Linked DNA regions of Zea mays: region 2 is linked to region 1. The links are chromatin contacts, called in public Hi-C maps. All regions are on one chromosome and are shown on one strand. The core of a region is the stretch at or near the end of the contact, and the rest is flanking DNA. Distances in the headings are between cores, read along the strand shown.

Region 1 (7,141 bases), core at 1,870-4,369:
AGCCGCAGCACAGTTGGATGTACCACAGTTGGGCCACGTCCTCGAGATTGTAGGAAGCCATCCATACCTTCTCCTCCGGCATGGTTCGCTGTTGATGGAAATATGACTCACAACGGTTGATGAAGATCAGCGGGTCAAACTTGCCATCGTAGCGTGGGAAATCCATCTTATAGAACCTGCGCGGGCGATCATTGTGGTGCTCGCCGGGCGGTTGGCAGTGGCCTGCGGACGCCGACAGCTCGACAGTCAGGGCCAGGATTGCCCTTGCGTTGGCCTCGACGGTGGCTTGGAGGGTTTGTACGGCCTTGGTGAGGTTCTCGACGGTGGTCTTGAGGTCGTCCCCCATGGTCGGCGCGGCGTAGGAAGTAGCAGAGCCTGGTGAAGAAGGGTTGATGGCTGATGATGGCGAAGTGGGTGGCGCAGGCGAGGATCGCCGGGATCGTGATACCAGGTTGTCAAGGGCGTCAAACCCCTGACTGGCCAGACCACAGCTACGTAGCTCATAGTCGTCGTCCGTCTTCTCCAGTGAGGATCAACACCTCAACCGCAGGCTTGAGAGAATAGTAGTAGTGTAGGAGATAGTTTATTGCTTGCCTCCTCCCTGTGGTTTACAAGGATATATATAGCCCTCAGCCCATTAATTTAGGAGCTGATAATAGGAAAGACCCCACTACTTTGGTAACTAATAAAAAGGAAGGAACAGCCCCCCAATCTAGGAGCTAATAATAGGAAGGAATCAGCCCACTAATTTAGGAGCTAATAATACGAAGGAATCAGCCCACTAATTTAGGAGCTAATAATAGGAAGCTATCTCTCTTTCCTAGTTAGCCACTTTCCCTGCCTTCCTGTTCACTCGTGCCTGCTGTGCGCACCGCGTGCTCCGCTACGCGTCGCACATCCCGTGCCCGACACCTCGTGTACGTCTGGCCTCTGGACATGACACTGCAGTGTAAACTAAGCAGCATAGTTCCGCATGACTGAACGCAGCACACAACCTTTCATTAAAACATGCACAAGTTCAACCAAGCAAGAATAGCACAACTCAACTAAAATAAAAGTGTAATTGAATACAGCACACATCCTGGTGAATTACTTAGACATGGAGAATGAAAAAAGTAGCACTTAAAATACCAAAATGAAGTAATGAACCCAAATGAAACAAGCAATAGTGCACTATGTAATTTGCATAGTACAGTTCTTATAGTTAGTCGTTGGTATGCATTTCCTTTTCACATGGCATAGAAATAATGGGACACTGGAAACGAAGAGGTCTAAGGTCTAATTCAACAAAGTAATGGACTTGCCTTAGGGCAAATAAGGCCCTAAGCCTTTGAACCGGTTTTTCAAGTATAAGAGACAACTAAGAAATTGCATGATACAACTCTGAGCCCCTAAATCATTAATGTAGTTAAGAGACAATATATAGAGAGACTCGTGCAGAGACAGACTCTATTACTTTTTTCACTTAACCCCCTAAAGACCCCTCAAGGGACTCCATATTAAATAGGGTTGGCTGTAATGCCCTTATGAAAGGTTGCTCAATAAGCAACAAAACATTAAAGGCACAAAAGAAACCACGAAATTCACTTAGGCATGTACAACCCTAAGAGCATGGTGCGGTTTTTAAGTAAAAGACACAGCTAAGACACATGTAGATACAATGGGTGTTTGTATACCTTGTGTCTTATTCAATAAAAAAATACTAAGACATGACTCATTTATATGGATTGTACTAGTGAAGTTATGTCTTGAGCTTAGAAAACTGAGCCAGAGGTGTGTCTTGGTGAAGCATTAATATACATTGTACATGCCCTTAGGCATTCTCGATGAGAGCTTCATTGCATTATTTCCAATACTACCACATCATCAAGAGTGAGATGAAATAAAGAATGTTTCATTACACTCTCAATACAAAGTTTCACTTCACAATTTCATAGACTACAATGTCAATTAAATGTTGCATCTAAATAGCCAATACAAATGTATGAAATGAATGAAGATGAAACAAATTGCTCTCAATAGCGGTTTCATGCATTTTCCAATGTTTTGGAAATAAGTTGACACAGTTTCACCAATGTCTTGAAAATGAGTTGACACGGTTTCATGGTGATGAAACTACTTTCATCCATTTCATAATAAATATAGTGTTATATCATCTAAAAAATTTATGTGCCATTCTAATTAATGTATGAAACTTCTCGTAAAACTATGCATTGAGAATGGCCTTAGGATTTTATTTGCTCATAAATGGCATGGAATTGCAAAGGCTGCTCCGTGGTACAACAACCCGTGTACCCTCTAATCCGGAGAGGAAATATACTTATTATGTGTTTGGTTTGAGGTCAAAGTAGGATGAGTTAGGAGCGACACTGTCCCCTCAATTTTTTAGGATCACGTCGCCACCAAAAACTACTCCAAGGTACCTCGCCCCTACGGACTATCATCCAAACACTAGGCCGTCTCATTCCATCCCTCCATATACATCCAACCAAACACACTGATAAGCAACACCACAAACCTCGCAGTAAACCAAAAATCGTAAAAGAAGCGTCCCTCCTCCACATCGTTCACAATGGAAGTCCCAACCACGCGGTGGTGGGAAAACAACCGAGAAACCCTTCGGAGCGCCACATCGCAGCGCTTGATAAACAACAAAGCCGGTTGCAAATACTTCAGCCGAGAACGCGCACCTTGTGCCGAGTGAACCGGCGAGGCCGGGGTTGCGGGTGACCGGCCGCCAGGCGCGGCCGGCGCGGGGAGCCGGGCGACGAGAGCACCCAAAGACACGGCGGGGACGAAGAGGCTGATGAAGAGGCTCCGGATACGACTGACAACGGCGCGAGGAAGCGGCGTGGAAGGAGAGCGTCGGCCATCGGTGGGTTCACCCTCCGGGCGCCCGCTAGACGGCCGCCGCTCTAGGCGCCGGCGCAGGGAGCATCCAAGTGCGGGAAGGCGCGCACGAGCGCGGAGAAGCTACTGGTGACTTGGTGAGGCGTCGGCTTCGGCCGCCTCTCCGCTGTGCTTCTTCGTCGGGGACGGGGAGGGTGTGGTGGAGATGTTGCTGGCTGACGGATGCCGTCTGGCGTCGCCGTGGACGGAGAGATTTGGGTAGCGGAAATGATGCTACACGAGAAAGCCCATGAGACTGTCACGGGTGACTGATGACTGGGCCAGAGTTTGGATTAGCGGATCCGATGCCCCCCCCCCCCCCCCCCCAATTTGCAAATTAGCAACAAGAACTACTGCTGCCTCCAGCAAATTACCAAAAAGGCACCTCAATAAAAAACTGTCATTTAGGCTATCTTTAGCGGCAACGACTGTTGTGCAAGCAGTATTTCTGTGCAAGCGTGCAAGCAAACCATCTGATCCGTTAGATCGTGATCCAACCGTAGGTCACATTTAATACTTAAACCCTTCCACCACTGGCTCAATAATCTTTATAAAAAAACCCCTAACAAACTATGGTTGTATCTGTGGTTGGATCACGATCTAACGGATCAGATGGTTTACTTGCACGCTTGCACAGAAGGATTGCTTGCACAGCAGTCGTTGCCATCTTTAGCGGTCTTAGTTCAGCTTTCTAATCCAACTTCGTTGTCAAAAATTTAAAATCCCAATCAAATGGATGTCAACAAAATATATTCCTGAAAACACAACAGTTTAACTTTCTGATCTTTGGGCTTGTTCTTTATTAGGTTGGATAGCCCTCAACAAGCTTTTCGAAAAGTCCAAGATCACCGTAGAGTTCGAGTCAATAGTTATAGCATTTTTTGTGAAGCCCGTTGTATAGCGACAGTGTCATGTAGACAAGCGGTAGTGTCGGACATGTACAGCTCCAAACGGCTAGTTTTGAACCCAATGGATAATTTTGGACCTAGGGGTATGTATACCCATCTCATGCCCAGGGGCCTGCTGGTTTCCAGAATATATAAAACTCATCCAAAGCATTTGTGAGCCCACTCTAACTACTCTCTTTGTAAGAGTGAATAATTTCTGTGTGATTAGAGAGTGATTATTGTGTGATTAAGAGCTAGAGAGCAAATTAAGAGCAAGATAACCTTGAGCATTTATCAAGCTTTGTCAACATTCATTTTGCATTTACTACTCTTGGAAGGAAAGCCTACTAGATGATTAGGTATCAAAGTCTATAACTACCCGATATCTTAGTGGAGATCTTAGCTCATCACCTCGGTGGTGAGTTAGAGAAGAGTGAGTTGAAAGAGACTCCAAAGTTGTTTCGGCTTCCTCAACAACGTAGACGTAGGCAAACCTTTTGCGAGCTGAACCACAAGATAAATCACATGTCTTCATCTTATCTTTTGAATTGCATTACTAGCTTTCCGATCGATATTCTTGGCTACACATGTTGATGAGTGTAGGTAATTACTGGACTTGCCACTGAACATCACCAAATCCATATCCATGTATTGCTTGCAGGCATAGCTGCTGTTTGAGCATTCTACATCGAGAATCAGTACCGCACGCCAAGCGATAGTGTTGGGCAAGTTCCTGACAGTAGGTTTGAGTTTCATCTTAAACACACATTTCACTGCATCCTTGTTGTTCAATGTGTTTTGCTTAAGTTTAGTTCATATCATCTATGATTTTATATTCATATATTGAAAGTTGCCTAGAGGGGGGTGAATAGGCAAGTTAAAACTTTTTCAACAAAAATTAGAAGCAAACTGGGTAAAACTGAATTGATCTTGAAATTCACCCAGTTAACTTTGGAAATGAGATGTTCTAAATGATCCACAGGGTTCAAAGTAGTAGATCTGAGAAGGGCACTTCTCAAAATCCACACACTAAAAAGATATAAACAAATCTTTCACGGAATGGTGAGAGAACGAAGAACACAAACAAACACAATGAGCAAGAACACAAGAGACACAAGATTTATCCCGAGGTTCGGTCACACCACCAAGGTGCCCTACTTCCTCGTTGAGGCGCCCACAAAGAGCCGGGTCTCTTTCAACCCTAATCCTCCCTTTGCCGACCACAAAGGTCAAGCTCACACACTAATCTTTGCTCAAACGAGCGGGTAATACAAACTTTCTTGTGGTCTTCCACAAGATTTGGAGACTCACAAGAGACACCTAGTCGTCTAGGAGCTAGAAGCTCCAAGAGTAATGAATCCACAAAGAACTCGATGTAGTACCAAAGCTCGAATGAAGAAGAAGAGCAAGAGAGATTTAGAGATGAAGCACAAAACCACAGCTCTCAAGCTCACTCAAAGATTTCTCTCCAAAGATTTGAAATGGGAGAGGCAAGAGATGTGTGAGAGAGAGAGGGAGGTGTTTCTTGGGTTAGAAATGGAGTTCAAATCGTGCTCACTGCTGTGGGGTGAGAGGTAGGAGTGAGTATATATAGGTGGAGCTCAAAACTAGCCGTTTGGGCAGATTTTTCTGCTTGAGACCGGTTGAACCGCCCCTAGGGCGGTTGAACTGCCCCTGGCAGGCCTGGCAGCCTGTCTTCCAGTCTGACTGGCAGACTAACGCGTAGACTGACCGCAGACTGGTCAAAGTTGACCAACACCGGTTGAACTGCCCAGGGGGGCGGTTGAACCGCCCCTGACAGCTCCTGGCGACCTGTTTGCCAGTCTGACTGGCAGACTGCAGATCAGAGGTCAGAGGGGTCAGAGACCAGCTGAACTGCCCCTCAGGACCAGTTCAACCGGTCTTGACTAGTGAGTTTAGGAGAGAAAACCCCAGCTCAACTGCCCGGAGGCAAGTTCAGCTGGTGTATGGTCAAAGAGGTTCACAGCTAAAGTTGAGTTCAGCTGAAGTTGAGAAAGCTCAACTCAGCTGAAGTTCAGCTCAGCTGAAAAGCTCAGCTGCAGCTGAAGAAGCTCAACTCAGTTGAAGTTCAGCTCAGCTGAAAAGCTCAGCTGCAGCTGAAGAAGCTCAACTCAGCTGAAGTCAAGTTCAGCTGGAAAGCTCAGCTGCAGTTGAAGAAGTTCAGCTGCTTTTCAGCAATAACACTCTAGGTTTCTCAACCCTAACCACGGTCAACCATAGAACGTTAAAGAGATTTTTGCTTTTCAAAAATAGCTTTTGAATAGAGAGGTTTGAGCTTTGGCAAACACCAACCTTCTTTTGGATCCCCCTTTATAGTACGACGATTCCTATACTCAAGTTAAATAAAATAAAATGAAGTAAACTCCTTGAGTCATTGGTGTCTCATGTGTAATTTCTCCATGGCATTGCTTCATAAGGATCACAAACATCTTTATCTCACCTTTTGAAGCAAACTCAAATCAAACCCTGTGACTTGTACCATATCACCTTATATGAGTTCAAATCATGGCTTCAAGTCACCTTACTGATGCATCAACATGTTATAACTCTTCATAGCTGATTAGTTCATCGACTTAGTGCAAGTACTCTCTTCTTCACCTTAGCCATGGTACCTCGGTCTACAAGCCGTCGCTTGGCCATCACCTTCGCCTAGTTCCTCGAAGCCCTTTCCTTGCTATCTTCACCCTATCAAGCCATTCTTGAGTCACATCATATTGAGCATCCATTGAGAGAATCATTTCTTCAATATTGTGAACGTTGCTTGAATGTCTTCTAGATATAACTGTTAAGATTAATCAAGCACTAGTTTGATTCTCATAGAAGCATATATGGACTGATAGTAATATGGTCAAGCCAATTCACGATTCCTCATATCTTATTCTCTTTGGCTTGACCAATCCTCTAAATCACTTTGTCCTCTATTCTGGTCATATGTATGTAGTGATTTCTCAGGTCTTGTCCATATATTCAAACCAATATAGAGATCATATTATATCCATTTGCATTGTCTCATTGGTTATTTAACCTCGTGTTGAACCTTTGTTCACTGATCATTATACACTATTCAAGTATATTCATCATACTGAATTTCCTGTTCAACACTTAGCAAACTCGTTAGACCTTTAAATGTGTCGTTATCCAAATCACCAAAACTCACAAAAGGGATGAATGCACTTTCAATCTCCCCCTTTTTGGTGATTGATGACAACACATTTAAAGCTTACATAAGATTTGATAAATAAGATTTTAAATCCTATGATATAGTTTCCTCCCCCTAAATATGTGCATTTCAGAAAATAACACTTTTGTACTCAAATGCCAAAAGCACATATTTAGGTCAAAGT
Region 2 (7,141 bases), core at 1,250-3,749, 690 kb after region 1:
ACAGAAGCAAAGATAGGTCTGACAGGGACAGTATAATTGTAAACCTCAGCATTGCTCTCAGCATTCTTGAGAAGGTCTAGAATGAATCTAGCAGATTTGACAGGCCAGCGTCCCTGCCCATTTGAGTGACGAGACTTAGCCTGAGCGGTACGTCCAACACCGCCACAATACCTGCGGAACGGGATGGCCTGCTTGTGGGCAATCACATCCTCAAGGTACCTTTTGGCCTTGGTGAGTGACAACTTCCTAAGGGCAAAAGCTGTCTCACGGGTGTTCTACAAGTATGACAGGAGCATTAACAAACACCAAAATATGTCAACATCATATCAAAGAACGAATGGCGTCAGCAACTGAACAATATTGTGTGCCATCATATGAATGAACACAGAAATTATCACAATCATTATCACACCCCAGCTAAGAAATATGTGAAAATTCGAATGTGCCATCATTTACAGAACCAATTGACATAGAATTTTCCAACACATGGACAAAATCAACGGTTCACCCAATAACAATGATCATGGTGTTCCTAAAGTTTAGAGGGATACTCTGCCAGTATATACCACAACATCGTGTTTTTTTCCTTAAGATATTCAACTACAGAGACCAACACTACGAACAGTAGAGCACTGTGCAACTGCGCTTAATGAAGTTATCAATGAGAAAACTTCAATAAAGTCTAATTTTCCTTCAGCACACAAACATAACCATTTACTTCAATATCAGACAGTTCATTTGACAGCATATATACCACAGGAAATGCATGCAATTCAACCACAGCATAGCTTACACAGAAGCAACAGATAATTCACCAAATAAACAAACAAAATGGCATTACTTACTAATCTAATTGGAACCAAGTTGCTACACCTGGTCCACCCAGTAAAAACAAATCTGGCATTCTAAAGGTTTACCAGTATATGTATATGTGAGCACATTATTTTGGCGCCAGCCGCCAGGTGCCTTATGCTGCCATAATTACAGACTCACTAAAAGAAAAAACTCAAGTAGACATCACTTATACTAATCTAATTGGAATCATGTCGTGAAACCTGGTCCAACCAATAACAATGAAGTTTAGCATTCTAAAGGTTACCAGGATATGCAAGTACATTCTTTTGGTACCTGGTGCCTTACTGCCTTACAAATAAGATGTTGCAGTTAGAGAGATTCACTAAAAGAAGAAACTCAAGTAGATGTAATTCAAGGAGGGCTGGAATTTGTGCAAATCAAACTAACTCAAATTTGACTAAATTTATAGTGAATAGTATTAACATTTATGTCTCTAATACCACAAAAATATATTTAATGATTAATTTAATGGTACTTATCTTGTATTATAAATGTAACTTATGTAAGTACTTTTTTATTTAACATCCATCAAACTTCAAATCATTTTACTCCATGGAAAGTGTGAATTGCATCCTTTTGTGGGAGGGAACACAGCATTAGTTTGGTGAATTCAGTCTCATGCTTCCAAAAGCATCTACATAAGAACAACGAAGCCAACCGTAAACAGCATTACTGAAAGGAATAACAACAATAAAAAATTGGTGACACATGATCGGTGATACCATGAGTCAAACGGCATACACTACTTAGGGTAAAGAGGAACTTCAAGATGTACAGTATCTAAAGACTAAGGCGTTGTTTGGATGCCCACGTATCCACCTTAATCCATATGGTGTTAAGAGTGATTTGGTGTGGAATTTAAATTCCACAACAAACAACCCGCCCTAAGGCCTTGTTCGTTTCTGTCGGATTGGTGGGTCGGAATGATTCCTAAACGGATTGCTTCTCTAATTTATATAAACTTTGATTAGCTGGAACGATTCCGGGTGCAATCCGACGGAAACGAATAAGGCCTAAGGCAATAACCGAACGCGGCAAAAAAATGACAAAGCATATCATAAGATCTCTTGAAACAGGCTATAACCGAACGCAGCAAAAAAAATGACACAGACATATCATAAGATCTCTTGAATAGGATCTCGATCGGGAAGCAGGTAGGACACAAACATATCATGAGATCTCTTGAACAGAATCTAGGTCGGGAGGCAGGTAGGAATCTCTCACCTTGAAGTGAACACGTAGGTCACGGCCCATGGCCTTGGTTGCTGCATCGAAATAAAGAGAACCACACGCGAATCAGAAAGCCAGCAGATGCACAAATGGATATGGATACCCTCCGTAGAAAAACTTACACTTGGTGGGGTTGGTTGGCTCCGTCGAATATTTCACCTGGAACCAGAAACAAGGCCCGTTGCACGTCAGGAGTTCGCAAGGGCGACGCCAAATCCATGGCTGCAGGGCAGCGAAGATGCAACAGGCGAGAGAGTAAGGGGGAGGGAGATCTTACCATGGCTGCAGCCGGCGAGTTGGGGGGTCCTCAAGGCGGTGTTGAGATGCTCCTGCGGAGGGAGCGGGAGCCAAGGTTAGAGAACGAAGCGGCGGCGGTAGGAGCGCGAGAAATTGTGTACATGCAACTATGCAAGCCAACTACTGGGCAAAAACCCTAGCGGCTTCGTTATGGGCCGAGCCGCTCGAGCTTGGCCCACGTTCATCCAAGGAAAAAGAACCAGTTTATATCTTCCTTGTCTAAAGTCTTAAAAGACGCTCGGTTTTGGAGCGCTCTAAGTGTTTCGCGTAGGGATGGCAATTTTACCCGCGGGTTCGATTTCAGGTACGAATTTGTACCCGCGGGTCTTGCCCCTATGGATATTTTTGTCGTCCGCGGGTTACCCATGGATATCCGTAAAAACTAAAAACCTAGTGCGTATGTATCATAAAGACTTGAAGTGTTTCCATATTATGTTTTGTATGCTTGTGTTGACACATAATTCATGAAGACTTGTTTGAAGTGTTCCCTGTACGCATAAGTTTTCTAGATTTTTTGCTGGTTATAATTATATTTTCTGGAAAATTTCGGTATTGTTTTTAGATATATATATATATATATATATATATATATATATATATATATATATATATATATATATATATATATATATATATATATATATATATATATATATATATATATATATATATATATATATATATATATATATATACCTGCGGGTACCCGATACCCGCCCGATACCCGACGGGTACAATTTTTAACCCGCGGGTACAGTGCGGACGGGTATGTCTAATACCCACGGGTACGGTCGCGGACGTATATTTGTTATACCCGACCTGAATCCGACCCGCTGTTATCCCTAGTTTCGTGTGTACTTTTCCAACCACAGCTGCAGAGCGTGTGAGTACGGGACAAAAAGGCTAACCAGGAAACACATGTACCCTTGTACCAGTCACAGCCTGACGCGTGACAACACGGTTGTGAGAAAAAACACGAGACCTAGGTTGCCTGTTCTTACCCTTCTCACCTTCTCTCTCATCTCCCTTTTCCTCTTCACTCTCCATCGTCACCAAAAATATGTCTCCCTATCCAAGCGATTCGCCGAAGGAACCGCCCACGATGGCGCCGATCCACCGTGTGCACAAGACGGGTCTGCCTCGAGCTTCGCGCTGGTAGGTCGGTCTTGTGATGGCTCCTCGCCGTCAGCGCAGGTGCGGGGTGGCGACGACTGCGGGTCTTAGGCGACACCGTCACAACCACTGCGTCCGCACCGTCCAGAAGTGACGCCTCCACCTTCCTCTACGCGCAGACGCCAATTCGACCACCTTCCTCGCCGACACCCTCAGCCTCAAGGAGAACGAGGTGTGTGTCTCGCGTTCATGAAATCCATCGTGCCTGGTGGGATTGCATTCAAGATGTACTTCTCTGTCAAGAGAAATGGCATGGGATATGGTTTGTATCTCGATTCTTCTGTGTGCGTCTAAGTAGGTCGTGGTCATCTGTACAGGCTAAAGATTGGTGCCTTCTTCCAATCTCCCCCTATATTAGTTCCCCACCCTCTTCGTCTTCCATTTGTATATTGGAGACCTATATCTGAGATATCACCAGGTCTATCTTTTCATTGCAGACCTCATTGATTTTTTCTGTCATCTGCCACCGTTGTAATGGAATTGCTGCTATAGATGCCGTTTGTGACCTGACTCTCGACTAGGCCTCCGTGGATACATGTTTGTTTTGCTACCGACAACTACTTTTGTATCGTGTTCACCTACTTGTTGGGTGTTGTTTTTCGATTCATGATCAAGACACCCTTTTGGGTCGCCCTGCACCTGTAGTTACTTCCACAAGCTAGCTTGTTCAAGCCAGAGGATAGCGATACAGGATGAAAAATATATGTCGTACCTACAGGTATAACAAAGAAAGTTGTCATCAAAATGTAAAATAGTGAGATCATGAGCGCCATTTCTAATGTCATAGACCTATGTAGTTTTCAGACACCTTTTGAGTTAGTTTTTTGCGTTGGTCTGAGCAAACCACATAATAGCATACCATTCTGGTTTCAAACTACTAGAAATGGTACTAAGTACATGCTAAAAATAATAGGCTTTTAAGACCAACTCCAGCAGTTTACCCATACTCATATGGGGTGGGATGGGTAGATTGCCTTTCCGTAGAATTATGGGTAACCTGACGCTTCGTCCAACAGTTTACCCAAACGGATATCCATATGCTGGCCGGTACGTTTGGCGGGGTGGCCATGAAAATATTCTCTTTCTACACCCGCACACGCACCTCCGCCTCCCACACTGCAGCTTCCCCTCCCATACCACAATTCTCGTCTCCTTCCCACACCGTAGCTCCGCCTCCGCCTCCGCCTCCATCGATGGGCGCATTTAAACTACAGCGGGACAGCGAGTAGCGGTGCATGAGCGCTTCTCCGTCGAAGCTTGGACCCTGGAGCTGAGGTGGCCGCATCTCAGATGTGGCAAGTTTCTCTGACTCAAAGTGGACCTCTTCAGTCAGTTTTTCGCTGGTTTGAGCAACCCATAAAATAGTGTACCATTCGTTTCAATGGATGTCTTCCGTAAGGCTGTCTCCAGCAACGTCCTCTATATCCATCCTCTATATCCGTCCTTTACAGTCTCATCTAAAAGATTACATCCTCTATATCTCCTTCTTCTCCAACAACGTCATCTAAATCACGTCCCCTATACGCAAATACCTATATTAGAGACATTTTTATTTTTATTTTTTATACATACATATTTATCATACTCTCAAATGTATTGTACATATTTTAGTTTTGCTAAACCGGTTATTTAGTTATTTAAAGTATTCAAAATGATAGATGACCGTTTAAAGAAACTCTATATATAGAGAATCCAGCAGCGTCCTCTAAATTTAGAGGACCATTTGGAGGACGCTGCTGAAGAGCGTAGAGGACCGTTTGAAACTCTATATTCAGGGTACAGGAGGCTTTGGCAAACCTTGATGGAGCCATCCTAAACCAAAAAAACTATTCAATCATGGCAAAGGAGGCCCATGGGCCAGATTACAATCTGAGGACCGAGGACATCGACGGAGATGTCCTCATGAGGGTCGGAGGAGGCAAGAGGCATGGGCGGTACTGGATTACCGACGGGACAATCAACTAGTTCTCCACTTCCACTCTGTCTCAAGTGCGAGCAAGGAGCACGAGCGCGAGCCCAGCCTTATGACCTCGGTAGGACAGCTCACAACATCGCATCTAGGAAGTCCAGTTTATTCCTTACCTATTCGTCATTCATTGATTATTATATATTTTCTCTTTGCTTTATCGTAACATTAGGGTGAAGTATTACAAACTCGGTTAGAAGAAGAGAGGAGGCAACGTGAGGACTTGGAGGCGAGGATGGCAGGGATGTTTCAGTATATGCATGTCACACCCGGTTTTAGAAGGCAAACCGAATGCGAACCATGTACGTGCCAGGATCAGTTATTCACGTACACAGCAGTTACATAATATGGACATCATCACACAGTGCTCAAAATAGTATTAATAAGGGAAATAGTCGATTACATCATACGTCCGAGACGTCCATATAGTTCTTACAATAAATCAAAGTGCGGAAAAGAAACGTAGATAACGCGGCCTTCACAGGCAGCCGACTGGGGGTTGCCGCTAACCCACACCTAGAACTCGTCGTAATCTTGGAACTCCTGGAAGTCTCCTTCCACAGCTTCATCTTCGCCTGAGCAGTGGTTGCAATGCTGACAACCTGGGGGGGGGTTTGGTGTGTAGAGCAAGGGTGAGTACACATCAACATACTCAGCAAGTATCCTGTTTGGCTGTAGTGGACTAGCTTTATGTGGGGATAAGTCAAGCAGTTGCTTTTAGTTGGTCAGGTTATTACTTACTAGTAGAAAGCCAAGTTTTAGCATTAACCCAAGTTATTAACCCAATGTATCCTTTCCAAACGGAAAGAATACCACTTACCAGCATCATAACCATAACCAGAACCATCAATCTCATAACCACCTGTACCACAATGTCTCTGATCAAGTACCACTAATCATTGGAGCTCCCTTGGCCGCTCATAACCGCGAGCACGGCTGATATATCAGTTTCATAACACTCTGCAGAGGTTGTGCACTTTACCCACAAGCCGTGATTCCCATTCTGCCCGGAGATCATGACTCTCCATTGATCACTACCAAGGTGATCCAGCAGGGCATCACTACGAAGCCTTTACAAAGATTCCCCGGGGCTGTAGCCACCCGTTAGGTTTCCTAAATGCACCGCACTCCTCCCCAAGGGGCGAACCCAAACTTGGCAGAGCGAGCCGCATACACCGAGCCCCATTGACGGCACGACGGCTAAGTGAACTACACCCCGGATCCTCTAATTATTCAGCTAAGGGCACCCCATTCCACCCTCATGGTTGCACTGTTTTCCCGGGCGGTCATCCATAGAACAGGTCCTTACGGAGAGGCACTCGAGAAACCGCTCGAGTCCCCTTGAAAACCACAAGTATAATCATAAAGAAGAACGGGAAAACAGCGTATCATAGATAATCACATCATGTTCATTGATTAGAGTTGAGCAATAGCATCAGACTAAGTAGTAATAATCCGACCCAAATAGGTAAACAAGGACATGGATAACAAAAGCTAGTCAATCCTTAGGTATAAATGTGTAAAGCGGGAGGTGAATTAAAGAATGAATAGGACATAGATGGGTCAAAGGACACTTGCCTCCACCAAACGACTGCTGCTCAGGGGCTTCTCCTGCGAATT

Evidence for each region. A called contact is a pair of places that touch in the nucleus more often than the background predicts.
Region 2: a Hi-C map of bundle sheath shows a contact between it and region 1, with 2.6 times the contacts expected there. The contact joins the promoter of LOC100280639 here to the promoter of LOC100216928 in region 1. A contact is called at or near these places in 4 of 25 Hi-C or Micro-C datasets (bundle sheath, ear, leaf and 1 more).

Annotation. Positions count from the first base shown.
Region 1 is chr8:94,253,555-94,260,695 of Zm-B73-REFERENCE-NAM-5.0, forward strand. LOC100216928 reads right to left here and starts at 3,120. Exons shown (of 4, transcript NM_001143313.1): 1 at 2,691-3,120. The coding sequence starts at 2,873.
Region 2 is chr8:94,939,578-94,946,718 of Zm-B73-REFERENCE-NAM-5.0, forward strand. LOC100280639 (60S ribosomal protein L17) reads right to left here and starts at 2,500. Exons shown (of 7, transcript NM_001374586.1): 1 at 2,363-2,500; 2 at 2,208-2,244; 3 at 2,080-2,120; 4 at 45-275. The coding sequence starts at 2,365. It overlaps LOC111590052 (small nucleolar RNA snoR74), which reads right to left and starts at 585; the gene lies at 439-585.